Regions from separate parts of the Drosophila melanogaster genome. Here region 1 is linked to region 2. Evidence: chromatin contacts called from public Hi-C data. All regions are on one chromosome and are shown on one strand. Each heading gives the region's core, a stretch centred on a gene start, on an enhancer-like site or on the middle of the called end of the contact. The rest is flanking DNA. Distances are from core to core; before and after follow the strand shown. Region 1 holds the start of Gtpx (Glutathione peroxidase homolog with thioredoxin peroxidase activity). Region 2 holds the start of CG17746.

Region 1 (6,758 bases), core at 1,960-4,459, 87 kb before region 2:
TCCATTGGCAGCTGGTTTGAACTTGAAATCCGGCCGAGACGTTGAACTGCTCCACTGGAGGAGGAGCAGCTCGAGATCGGCGCCCCAATGGGCTGACGGATTCGCATTTGTTGGTTTTGGGGGTGCTGGTCAGGCAAACTTGCGCAATCGAAGTTTGGCGAGCATTTGGCGAACACTCGGAGCACTCGAATTCGGAAAGAAGGTAAAGGTTAATGTGAAGTACTTTTGCTTCTTTCTGCACTTAAAGTAACCACCAATAAGGTCAAATTGGTAAGGGGGAATATTTTAAAACAGATATTGCCTACTCACAGAAAAAGTAACTTTTCTTTCAAAAATATCTAAAGGATATTAAAGCAAACTTGTTTTGAATATCATTATAGAGAAAGGCAAATATGGGTTTTAAAATCTAAAACTCAGACTAATTGATCAAGGTCCTTTCAAAGATTAATTAGTTTTAAAACAATGCGAGCTTTCGTGGTCATTAAGTTGAACAAGTTTTCAAAAATTGTGCTCTACCGTTGAAAACATCATACCTTTCTTTTGTGAATTTCGTTTTTCCCTTAATATGACATCTCCAAATTTCACAGTCACCTAACAAATATATATGGCTTGGAAACAGAAAAATAAACTCCTTTTTGACACTTGTAAAAACCAGTTAAGCTGTGGCGCCGTAAACGCCAGATCCTCGATGATGCAGTCCATCCAGTCTAGGATCAACGTGCTTAACACCATTGCTGCTTCCAGCAAGCGGATTGAACGCGCCAGCGTTGACACGGTAAGTCCGAATTGATACAGTTCCAACTACCGATCAAAGTACGTGCCCGGCGTCGCCAAACACCCAGGTGATAGTGTGGTAACCACGAATGGCGTTTATTATGTTTGCGGGTGGGAATCAAAACCAGTAAGGAGTAGACAATATATATACCATGCGGTGCATGTGGCCGGCCACAAGACTATCTGTGGCCAGACGGTTACAAGCTAAAGCTACGCGAAAACACAGTCCAAAAGAGCAGCTAACGTCTAGGGCACATCTACAGCAGCTTTTCAATGTCCTTGGCGATGTCCATGGGATCGGTGGTCGGGGCATATCGGTTGATGGGCACGCCCTCCTTGTTCACCAGAAACTTGGTGAAGTTCCACTTGATTCCGCTGCCCAGGGTGCCGGTCTGCTTGGCCTTTAGGTATTTGTACAGCGGCGCCGCATTGTCTCCATTCACATCGACCTGCGGGGGTGGGGCAAGTTTAGTGACTCGGTCTACAGCAATCGGCTAGCAGCTTTAATAGTCTTACCTTGGCGAACACCTCGCCGATGTCAGCCTTGGAGTCGCGCAGGTGGCACACCATGGCCTCTCCATCGGCCTCCGGCATCTGGGACCCAAACTGATTGCACGGGAAGTTGAGGATCACCAGGCCGCGCTCGCCGTACTTCTCCTTTAGATCCGTCAGCTTCTCGTAGTTGTTCTTGGTCAGGCCGCACTTGGAGGCGATGTTCACCACCAGGACCACCTTGCCCTTGTACTTTTCCAGGGAAACATCGTTGCCATGGGTATCCTTCACGGTGAACTCGTAGATCGAGGCGGCGTTCTTGTAATCTCCGTTAGCAGACATGTCGATCTGGAAGCAATAGAAAGTGGGAGTTAGAATTGGGTAATTACTAGTGGCTGTGAAGGCTTGGGTCGATGTTTTGATCAAGAGATATAGATATTTATAGCCTTATCTTCAATCGGGGTATGAAACACTATATTCTGTATCAAAATCGACCCAGGCTACGCGGTTCATTGCAGTGAACAGGCAACAGAGAACAGAGAACAGAGAACACAGGCAGTGGCAAAGGCTACAACGTTTAGTTAGGCGCAGAATCAAGCAACTGAGTTAGTCAACGGGTTAGGATCTAGTCAACTAGCAATCAGCACTACTCACGGCAGCTGCTGTGGAGTGCTGGGCGGCTGAGGAGATGGCGTTCATGGGCGTGGCCGCACAGCTCACGGGAAGCATGATGGTGCAGAGGCGAAGGCACTGCCTCTGACCGCGACTCAGCTCGAGGACGGGGCCAGGGGTCCGCCTCATCGAGTAGCACCTGAGGGCCTGGCGGGAAATGTTCTGAAACTGCCTGAGACTCATTCTTTAAATGCTGCAAATAATAACCGGGCAGAATGTTCAAATTTAGTGAAAGCTTAGGCAAGTGAAGGAATTACTGGTGTGGATGTGTACGTTGTGTATCAGATCGAACAACAATCGTTTCAAAACAATTCAAATGGGAAAATATAAAAATCAAGTCCACATTTCTACTGATTAACGAAATAGTTAAGTAGATAAGAGCAAGTAGTAAGTAAAGTAGTAAGATAGCTCAAAGCTATCTTATTTCCGAATAAGAAAGTGTGGAAATGTATGTGGTGTATAGATTGTATTCGACAACCCGACGACAAACATCCAAGATTATTTCACGTTTTGATAATGGGTTTCCTAATAGTTGTATGTTGTTTCATAGACATTTACGAGGGTGCTATCAGGCTTCTGGTTACAGTGACGCTGCATAATTCATCGGGGTCAAAGTCAAGAGCTATATGTACATATATGTATATCCCAGCACCCTGTGAGTCACGCAACCTAGTGGCTACGCACAGTGACCTTTAAGCTGGCCAGGATTGGCCCACGTAACCCACGACGCTGCCTCGTTACCGTCGCTGATTGCACATGCATGCCATTGTTCGAGTTGATTGGACAGCAATTTGAAGGGATAGTTAGTGTTGTGGGTAATTACTTGCATGGTGAAGTAGATGTACGATCCCAGGGCGATTGCCACGGACCCCAGAAAAAAGTGGACGATGGAGCGGCCAGCCATTACTGAGCTATATATCGACTATGTGTACGATTTCACAACGATCTGCTGCGAGTTTCGGATGCAGGGATACAAATATAGAATGCGAATGCCGAGATTCTGCAAGCTCACGCTGATATGGGCGAAAATCGGGAGCAAAGTTCAGATTCGATTCGACTGTTTTCCCTGCTCTATATACATATATTCTTGTCACCTCGACCAGCTGTGTTTTTGGGCTGATTATGCTGTGCTTAATCTCGACAGCTGGGTATTATTGTTTGGGCTTACTTATGGCGTAATAGCAATGACTAATGGAACTGGGCACTTTCTCACTTTCGAAGCGTAAATAAAACTGAAACCGGCGACTTGCAAAAACCCTTATTTATATGTGTAGGTGAAAGCACTTGTAATGTTCTGGTCTGGTCACACTAGGAGCACAACTTTTCCAGAGTTGCCAAGTGTGGTGGTTAAGCCCTACTTTCTAAATTTAAGCATGAAAGTAAAAGCCTTTAATTAGAGCTTCAAATTGTATATATCATTACTATTGATTATCATTTTGTAAACACAAAATATCAAAATGAAACAATCCCTATTCCTAATATTAGTACAAATCAAACAGAACCCTTATTTCAAATTTAAAGCAGCGGCAATTGCATCAGTCGCTGCCACATCCGATCGAACGGCCTTGCCAGACGGCCAACACCATTTGCTGTTTGGTATTTTCCGACCACACAGCAAACGGTCGTACGAATTTTCTTCTTTTTCCATTGTGCGTTTTTGTTTTTGGCGAGAAACAAATTGCAGTCGAAATTACCCAGTGAAATGCAGTGCGAATTGCTTAGTACGTCCATGTGCTACTAAGACCAAGTGGGAGAGAAAACCAGCGAGCAGGAGCAACCACGCCCACGCCAGGCGCACCGCCCACCGCCGCAGGATACACATACACGAGTAGCCCACACTCACGCACATACACTTCCACACAAAAGAGATCCCTGTGTGGCGAAAAAGGATTGGCGGAATGATGCTCACATCCATAAACAACTCCTTTGAGCAGGACACCCACGATGCGGACGCCAACTGCGACGGGCCCGACCTGGACTTCGTGTACGCGGACGTGGATGGCTATCAGAACGAGATCGCTGAACTGTATAGCTACACGGAGTTCAGCGAGTTTCAGATGAACGTGAAGGCCTTCGAGGACCAGATGGAGCTGTACGACCTGCCGCCCAACTGGCAGAAGCAGGACTCCGCCTCCCAGCGCGGCATCGTGATGAAGCTGGTGGACCAGCTGGAGGTCTCCGATCGATCCTTTCGCATGCAGGCCGCCCGGTGCATCCTTTACCTGGCCCAAGGCTGCTGGGCGGAGGTTCAGTCGGACGAGGAGCAGCACCAGATCACCAGGGACAATGTGCTGGTGCTCTACCAACTCGGCGTCTTCGCCTCCTTCATCGACCTGCTCAACATGGAGATCGAAAGCGCCTGCTCTCCGGACATTGTGGCCGTCAAGATCACTAACGTCACGCTTGTGGACTCCACGGACATTCGGGTGATCCTATCTGTGCTCTACATCATCACAGAAACGATTCGCGATGAAAAGGAAAAGGGCAGCGAAGACTACAGAGAGCTGGCCGACTCCTTTGTGCAAGAAATCAACTCACCACTACCAGATGGCGAACTTCTGGCCGTCAAGCTGTTGGGCATGATCACACGGTTTTGCAGTGGCGCAGCACCGCAGTTCCCCATGAAGAAGGTTGTCCTCCTGCTGTGGAAAGTTTCGCTGCTGGGACTGGGAGGCATGGATGTGCTCAAGAATCTCAAGAACGAGTATCGATTGAAGGTGGGTTTGGAACCCATCACCGAGGACACGCTGGAGGTTACCAAGTGCATGCGAGCCAGCTCACCGCCGGCCACAGCTACTGATATACTGGAGAACCAGTATCCCAAGCGGAACTTCAAGTAAGCGGAGTCTTAGATCACTTATGTACACTTTTCAATACATTCATTTTCCTTGCCGCACAGACGCTCCCTGATGAAGCAGCGTTTTTTGGACGAGCCCGAGCAGATAGACATGGAGATGGGCGGCAACGAGGGTCAAAATAATGCCAACAATGGCAGCGGCAATGGCGGAAACGGGGAGGAAGAACTCTCTCAGTACTACCGACCCTACGATGACCCCTCTTCGTCGGCATCCACCACCTCGACGGCAAATCCAAACAACCAGCCTAGCCTAACACAGCCACCCGCTGCTGTGCCTCCGGTACAGATCACGGCTCGCCTGCCCTGGACGCCTAAGGTGCGACAAAAGGACATTGACCAGTTTCTGGACATTTCGCGGAATAAGTTCATCGGGTATTCACTGATTGGTGACCACGAGAGTCTGGCTGGACTGCCGCAACCCATTCACGAGGGCTTTAAGACGCTGCAGCGGCACATGTATATGAGCCTGGCCGATGTGCAAATTAAGAAGGAGGAGGACATAGCTAGGAACCCCATTTCCACGCACGAGGACGAAATCAAACTGACCCCGGCTGAGGTGTTGTACCAAGCCATCCTGCCAAACCTGCCGCAGTATATGATCGCCCTTCTCAAGGTCCTGCTGGCAGCTTCGCCAACGTCCAAGTCCAAGACGGAGAGCATCAACATAATGGCCGATGTGCTGCCTAGGAAGATGCCGCTGACGGCCACCCAATCAACAAAGCTAACCGTCGACATTGGTCGGCACAAGGAGATCATTGTGAAGGCTGTCTCGGCCATCATCCTGCTATATTTAAAGCATTTCAAGATAAACCATGTTTACCAGTTTGAGTTCATGTCGCAGCATCTCGTGTTCGCCAACTGCATCCCGCTGGTTTTGAAGTTCTTCAATCAGACAATCACGGAGTACGTGAACACCAAGAACTCCATTCCTCTGCTCGATTTCCCGTCGTGTGTGATTGGTGAGCAACCGGATTTGAGTGGCGATAGCTTTGTGTATGGCGGAGAGATGTCCGATAAGTCCTACTCTTGGCGGAACGTGTTCTCCTGCATAAACCTGCTGCGCATCCTCAACAAGCTGATCAAGTGGAAGCACTCGCGAGTGATGATGCTGGTGGTATTCAAGTCGGCACCAATCCTGAAGAAGACGCTTAAGGTGCGCCACGCCATGATGCAGCTGTACGTGCTGAAGCTGCTCAAGATGCAGACCAAGTACTTGGGCCGCCAGTGGCGGAAGTCCAATATGAAGACCATGAGTGCAATTTACGCCAAGGTGCGGCATCGTCTAAACGACGATTGGGCCTTTGGCAACGACTTGGAGTCGCGTCCCTGGGACTTCCAGGCGGAGGAGTGTACGCTGCGGGCCTGCGTGGATCGATTCAACCTGCGACGCTATCCGGAAGCCACCCAGAAGTGTGGAAACAACGGCACGGCAGCTCAGAATGCGGAGAACGCCCAGCAATCCAACATGATGGCGGGCAACAATGGATGTGGCAATAATGGCGACGCAAATGGCTATGGAAACAACGGTGGCGGTGGCAATGGCGGCCACAACCAGCAGCAGCAGCTCAACGACTATGGTGTGGAGGGTGGCTTTCCCAGCGACGAGATCCTTACCCACTCGGACTTTGCCTTCTTCGGTCACTCGGGTTGGTGGGATCGCAAGGTCGAGCTGACGGATTACTTCAAGGCCAATTACGCGGTCTGGCTGGAGGAGGAGGTCTACAACAGTCAGACCGACTGGGACGCCCTCTAGGGCAGGGCTGCCATCGGTGAGCAACTGCATACCGCATGTGCCCCGTCACACTTTTATTTACGTGATTCCTTTTTGAATTACAGCTGCTCTAATATCCACATGCGCGTCATAAAAGCAAGAAGTTATTAACGTAATTGTAAGCATTAAGAAGTACATTGATATAATCCATGTAGCCCGACCACGATTGAAACACCAACTACTCACTGAATT
Region 2 (7,264 bases), core at 328-2,827:
GATACATTTAGTTTGGTTGCCACCTAAGCGTATACTTAATATTCTTAATCTACTGGCATTTACTAAGCCAGATTAAAATATTTACCACTTGAAGTAAGAAGAACTTAAATTTATAAATAAAATAATAATAATATAAATGAAATAAATTTTTATATATTATATTAATATTATTTTGCTCAGTGTTGCTGCGATCCGAAGTGCAGCATTTGCATGCAGACTGCATATGGAGCTGTTGATCGCCTCCAACTCCGATTCCGATTTGGAGAGCGATTCAGGGACCGAAACCGAGCCTGGATGCAATCCGCGGTTGACAAACAATATGGAAATTTTACTGAGTGCGCTAAAATAAAAGGGGAAGCGAAAGCGAATCTTAAATGGCAAGAGGCGAGTGTTGGCGAGGGGGGGGGGCGGTGGCAGCGGGGTCGATAGTTGCAGTCGTCAGCGGGGAACGTTAAATGCATAATAAATGTGCGTTCTAGAGGTTGGGAAATAAAATGCGTGCAGCGACGTTGACGCCTTGCACTTTCAATGACCAAACAGAACGATAAGAAAGGCAGAGATATAATACACTGAGCCAAATTAAGTGCATTATCACATTTAAAAACGATTTCTAGCAAGCCAAGCTAGATAAAGTGTCGAACATTATTCCTCAAAATTCGAATAATTTAAGAATAGTTGTTGTTGTATGGAAGTGTATGTTCGTTCCTATCTAATCTTTGTTTGAGTTCCAAATTTGTACTACTTATAAATGCATAAAGGCGGGTGATACCAATTCGTATGTACATATGTAGGTTCGACAACAAAGTTCTGATTGACTTTGTTTGCCGAAACAATTTCAGAGCGCCAAAGATAATGCGAATAAAATGGAAATGGAGAGGGACCTCTGAAATACATCCACTAGTTCTTTATCAAAAATTGCTCTGTGGCTTTTGCTTTTGCTGCTGCTGTGCAAATATTTAATACATTTTTTGCGCTCGCCAAAAGCGCAAAACAAAAGAACCCAAAAAAAGAGACGAAGACGAAGAAGACAATAAATAGAAAGCAGAGGCGTTGGCAGCGGCGAATGCCAGTCAAGCTTTAATTCCCCAAGCAACAACAATATGGGAGCAACAACAAAACAGCAGCAGCGGCAACCGCAAAAAGTGCTTAGCTGACGTCATTTGTCCTTGAATTCGTATATTTGCCGCAAGCCCAAAGCGAAATTCGCAAAATTCAATGCACTCGCCAGCTAAACAAAAAAAATAAAAGAGCAGATAAGACGACGAAAAGGCGAAATGAGAAGCGGAAAAGAGTAGCCGCATAATGTGAAATTTGCATTGGAATTGCAGAATTCATTCGAAATGTGAATTTCAATGGAAAGGCAAAAGAACATCACTCATTATTTGTACAATTAAGGTGCATAAATAATATTTTTTTGGATTTTAAACTTTTTAAATTCAAATCAAGGCGCCAAAACCAAAAAGCTTTTCGCCAGTGCTGCCAAGCTAGTCGAGACGCACTCACAAGCAGGGCGCCACTCTGCCAGTGTTGAACAGTACCGGCATTAGTGTGGTCAACTACCATGCGTTTGTAAACAGCAGTTAGGAATTTACCATTTTTCAGACACGTTCACACTTCAAAACACAAATTCAATAAAAAAATAAACACGCGCAGTTTTTAATAATTTTTTACCAAACAGTTTTTCTTTGATGCGTACTCGCTTTGCAGGGTGGAGCAAAAACGGTGAACGCCAGGTGTGTAATCAGCGCATCGTTAATTTGGCGCCGCTCCTCCTCTTCTATCTTCTCTCCACTTCTCTCCGTTTTTTTTGCGTGTTTTCCGTTGCTGTTCTGGTTTTCCGTTCTTATTTTCTGGTTTTGCATAAGTTTAAATAAGCTGCAAACTGTGAACATATTAGGGAGCACGCGAAGGAAGTACGTTGATCGTCAGCCGTAATATCCGGCTTATCGACGCTCATTTATCACCTGCCCTTTGAACCCAAGCTGAATCCAATTCCGGATCGCGATCCGGCCCTGAAATCTCCACGTCTGTTTGCTTATGCCTCTGATATACTAATCTCCGGAGCCCACGCGTATCTGAAGTTGACAGTCGGCCGTCGGTCGTTCCGCGCTCCGCAGCAGTCAGTTTCGTAATTAACTTAACCCGTGTGCTTGTACGTCTTCTTTCCCGCAGAAAAGCGACGTAAATCGATAGCACTAACCCCGCCCGCAAAGAAGTCAGCCCACACAACACACTCCACACCGCACACCATACAAGCCGCAATGGGTCAGACTCTATCGGAACCGGTGACCGCCAAGGAGTCAGCGTACTGCCAGAACGCCGCCTACCGCGTGGGCAGCTCCTGCATGCAGGGGTGGCGCATCAACATGGAGGACTCGCACACCCACATCCTCTCGCTGCCGGACGATCCGGGAGCGGCATTCTTCGCCGTCTACGACGGGCACGGAGGCGCCACGGTGGCCCAGTACGCCGGCAAGCACCTGCACAAGTACGTTCTCAAGCGGCCGGAGTACAACGACAACATCGAACAGGCGCTGCAGCAGGTGAGTCACGGCAGAGTCACTTTTAGATGGCGGGAATGGCGACATTTATAGATCGCTGAAGGCAGTTGGAGTACCTATGTATATGTACTCCTCACATGCAGTCTTCTTTCGGATATGCACGGTATCGATGATGTCCTTAAATAAATGATAATTGGATACTTGGATATATGAGGGTAGTACCCACTTCTTAAAACCAAAGTTTTACATATTACACATATATGTATGTATGTACAATACGTACCTATTCTATTCTATTCAAGCGACTCATTTCAACAAATTGTTACTCATCTGCAGCACAAAGATTTGTTAAGAATGATAAGTAATGGGATGAAAACAACTTGTTAAAACCTCTATACATTTATCTTTATATGTCTCACGTTTATTAAAGTCATATACTTTTTGAAGATACATATAAACAACAGATTAACTTATAAAGATATCTAAAATGTAATGCCATTTAAATTCACTAGTTTTGAGAACATGTAAAGCTCTTCAAGCCATTCTATTTAATTCATGACTCATATATGATGCAATTGCAGGGCTTTCTGGACATCGACTACGTTATGCTACGCAACAAGACATGTGGTGACCAGATGGCCGGCTCGACTGCCGTAGTTGTTTTGGTAAAGGACAACAAGCTTTATTGCGCCAACGCAGGCGACTCGCGCGCCATTGCCTGCGTGAACGGACAACTGGAGGTCCTGTCGCTGGACCACAAGCCCAATAACGAGGCGGAGTCCAAGCGGATCATCCAAGGCGGCGGCTGGGTTGAGTTCAATCGCGTCAACGGCAATCTTGCGCTTTCCCGCGCCCTCGGTGACTATGTATTCAAGCATGAGAACAAAAAACCGGAAGATCAAATCGTCACAGGTGAGAATCACCATCTCCATCCATTGTTCTTGTTAAGCATTATCACCTTGTTTCTTGTTCTCCGTGCGCCTATATAGCCTTCCCGGACGTGGAGACGCGGAAAATCATGGACGATTGGGAATTCATCGTGCTGGCCTGCGATGGCATTTGGGATGTAATGAGCAACGCGGAAGTGCTCGAGTTCTGTCGCACGCGCATCGGCATGGGCATGTTTCCGGAGGAGATCTGCGAAGAGCTGATGAATCACTGCCTAGCACCCGACTGCCAAATGGGAGGCCTCGGCGGCGACAATATGACCGTGGTGCTGGTGTGCCTGCTGCACGGCCGTCCCTACAGCGATCTGATAGCCCGCTGCCGAAATGGCAGCCAGGCGACTAACAATGATCAAGAGGAAGCCGGCGACGCGACGAAGGATGAAGTCGCAAAGGACGAAGCGGAGGCGGAAACCGATACCGAAACGGAAACGCAAACCAAACCCTGCCAGAAGCAATCCAATTCCGGTCCCATGGACGACGAGGTGAAGATGGCGTCGCATCTAAACAAGATGGCAGCGATCGAAAGCCACTATATATACGATTAATTAGGGTTACAGAAATAGCGCTTAGGTCAACTCTTTATACTTAACAGCGCAAGTGTTCTTGGTTAAGTTTTATATACACACAGTACGCCACACAGTCCTTACCAAAATATTTGCTCCGATTATTAATAATTGTTTTAACTGTAACCCCACGATGCGTGTATATGCCTTGTCTAACTATTTAATGTATGATTTACTATGCTTTGTGATGCCCGAGCAAAATGGATAAAAAAGAATTGTATTACTCGTTTAGTATTTATGTACCTAAGCATACTTGTGAAAGTTGTTTGGAACTGATCTTTTAGAAATGAGTGCGAAGAAGTTTCAAAATTAAAATGAACAAAATGTTTTGTAGTGCCCAAGAAAGTGGAATTTTTTTTTTGTATATTAAGGGGGAACTAAAGTATAAGCGATAAATATTATTAGTCATTTTGTTCGATGTAGAATCCATGAAAGTAAGATGCACTTTTTGAGACTGATTCTACCATCCTGTTTGCCACGCGTTGCAATACTTTTTGGTGGATCCAAGACGGCTATCAGGAACAGCTTTGGCTCCGGTTGGGCATTAAGTTGGACTGGAGTAAATGGCCCCCGTGGATGGTGGTTATCGCTTTATTGTTTTCCTCGGTTATCTACAAAACGAACGCTCGCTGTTGTTGTCCGCTTTTTATTTACTGGGGTTTATAATTATATGAGGCATACAGTGGAATCAAGACTAAAAGTGGCCAGAGTGGGAGCATTGGTCATGAAAAGTTCCGGCCGCATATATGTTTTTTCAACTCGCAAGTATAAATTTTATTTAAACTTTTCGCTATTAAGTCGTTACGTCCTCGCAACATCATCATCGCCTAGTCATTCATCGTCTAGTTTTACGTACAAATTGTTTAATTGTTCAATGGTTCAGGCTTAACTATCATAGCATAGAGAGGAAATGAATTACGCTTTTTGTTTTTTTTTTTGGTTGTTTCTCAGTGTTTGTATTTTTTTTTTCGTTTTGTTTTATTATAATATTTTTATTTATATTTTTGCCATCATATTACACATTCAATTATGTATAACTGCTGTTGGTTTTGCTTTCGCTTGCTGCATAGAGGGATATTGTATTTCTTAGTTAGTTTATAGTTTAAATCATATGCAATTTTATAAACTTCTTGTTACTTTACAGTTATCAATTTCGGTACAATTACAAATTGATTATATATATATATATTTATATATGTATGCATGTACTTCTCGTTATTCATATTACATATTCTCATTTTTGTTTTTTTAACAGACAGGTTTTTCTTCTTGTGTTTATGTTCTTGTTGTTCTTTTGTTGTTGTTGTTGTTGTTTTTCTAGTGATAACAATGTGCGTAAGCATTTTAGTTTAGCGTTGTTTGTTTGTTGCTTGCTGTAGTACAAAATCAGTTTGTAAACTAACTAATGCCAAAGCAACAAAAGGGAAACAACTCAAAAGTTCTTTCGAAATTACATCGAACGTAAAAGTGTTAGGGCGATTTTGATGGCAGTGCCAAAGAAGGTGATCGCATGAAATCAGGAGAAAATTGCCCCCGGAAATGTAAATGTATAGCTAAGGGTATGTACAGTGGTCTGTTGGGGGGCACATTCCATAGGATTAAATAATACAACGTTTTTGGGTGGTCTAAGAACAAAAACTAAACCATATCGCTATTCTAAGCTAGGTAGGTGTCAGTGTGGTTCTGAGTGTCTCGGTTGAGGATCAGGAGATGTATGATATATGTGCTTGGATTTGGGTGTGGTTTGGTTTGTTCTGGTGTGGTGGCAATGCGGGAAATACATAGCTCTATGGGCGTGGCATGTCTGCTGAACTTGCAATAGTATTATTTTGTAAATATAACAAGGTGTCATATGCGCTGCTTAAGTATACAAAAATAAATAACTTAAGAACTGAGGTTTACAATTTAACAATTTAATTTAATTTATTGTATTCCTTAAAATTATTCAACATCAACAATGTTTCTTTACTTTCCCTATTCCCTATACTCCCTATCTCTCGCCACGGTTCTCTATCGTCCCTCGATCTCAGCGAGCGGATGGGCAGCGTGGTCAAGTGTCCAAGTGTCGACTGTCTCATGGCCGAGTGGGAGTTGCAAGCTCGACTGGCTTGCTCCAACCCGCATTCCGTTTATTTGTTTTTGTTTTTTGTCGCACACAATTGATGATTTGTCAATTGCATAATATCACATCTCATTGTCGGAAGCTTGGAGACGTCGCCAACGAACAGCTGGCTCCACTCTGGCCACATGCTGTTCCTCATCCATTGATTCACCTAAGGCGCAGTCCGCAGTCCGCCCTATTGAGGTTCAACTGTACAGTGTGTTAGGTGTGTGTGTGTGTGTTTTGAAGTGTGTAGAGTGTTGTTTTGTATAATTTTCTGTTGTCAGCCGACAGTGAGTGATGAGCACAACAAAATCATTTGAGAACATTCCAAAGAAATGTGTGTGTGAGTGTTTGGGGTTAGTTGGCTTACAGTTTGATTGGGTCTTTCTCATCGATTTGGAGGGGAAGATACAAACTATAAACTATGAATTATTTAAAGATACATTTGTGTGGCGGGTACGAGACGAAACACTGAGCAAGGTATACTATCTGTGTGGTGGCCACCATCCCTAGTGAACTATCCGTGTGCTGGACCTGCCCAGGATGCGCATAGACTGGGCGAACTAATGAGTTAGTGTAAGTGGTTTGATTATATATGATCGATTGATTGATTGATAGATTGCTGTTTATGTCCTAGAGGCAGTTGTGTGTCGTTTGTGATCAGATGCGATTTGAAGGGACTTGATGGGCGGATGGTGCCACATGGGTTCTTGGCTCAGTGGTCGGTCTGTACCCTGCTCGTATGTTACATATTAGTTAGTATAGGCACTTAGCATATTCGATTGTTTTCATAGAAACAAAGTATATGTGTATATATATTGATTTTTCAGTTTTCTTATCCTTCTCTTATATTTTCAATTTCATTTTGGTTGGAAGTCTTGCGTTTAGAGTTCATTTTTCATTTCTCATTCGTTTTTGATTTTGGATGAAAGTTTTAGTACTTTTTCTTTTGGGAAAACATTGTTCAGTGTGTTCACAGTGGGTTCATAATCATAAGCATCTAATTAAAGAGAATGATAATCATAATACGCGGGTTTTCTTCGTTTTGGTAGTGAGGTTGCGAATGGAAAAAATGAAAATGATGGCTTTCGTTTTGGTGTCGAAGTGAAAGGGCGGAGCAGTTTTGTTCTCAAATCAAAGGAATTGACT

The links. A called contact is a pair of places that touch in the nucleus more often than the background predicts.
Region 1: a Hi-C map of the Kc167 cell line shows a contact between it and region 2, with 3 times the contacts expected there. The contact joins the promoter of Gtpx here to the promoter of CG17746 in region 2. A contact is called at or near these places in 29 of 107 Hi-C or Micro-C datasets (the Clone 8 cell line, the D17-c3 cell line, the Kc167 cell line and 11 more) and 1 of 6 datasets of contacts at active chromatin or transcription factors (the Kc167 cell line).

Annotation. Positions count from the first base shown.
Region 1 is chr3L:3,322,716-3,329,473 of dm6, reverse strand. Gtpx (Glutathione peroxidase homolog with thioredoxin peroxidase activity) reads right to left here and starts at 3,209. Exons shown (of 3, transcript NM_168026.2): 1 at 3,107-3,209; 2 at 1,291-1,614; 3 at 848-1,223. The coding sequence starts at 1,608. The coding sequence ends at 1,032. It overlaps Strip (Striatin interacting protein), which reads left to right and starts at 603. Exons shown (of 4, transcript NM_168023.2): 1 at 603-775; 2 at 3,438-4,774; 3 at 4,838-6,564; 4 at 6,632-6,758. The coding sequence starts at 3,837. The coding sequence ends at 6,548. lncRNA:CR45380 (long non-coding RNA:CR45380) reads right to left here and starts at 193. Exons shown (of 1, transcript NR_124770.1): 1 at 1-193.
Region 2 is chr3L:3,233,891-3,241,154 of dm6, reverse strand. It overlaps CG17746, which reads left to right and starts at 1,577. Exons shown (of 4, transcript NM_139537.4): 1 at 1,577-1,733; 2 at 2,173-2,543; 3 at 3,083-3,413; 4 at 3,491-4,208. The coding sequence starts at 2,262. The coding sequence ends at 3,993. Larp4B (La-related protein 4B) reads right to left here. Exons shown (of 9, transcript NM_206263.4): 9 at 4,551-7,264.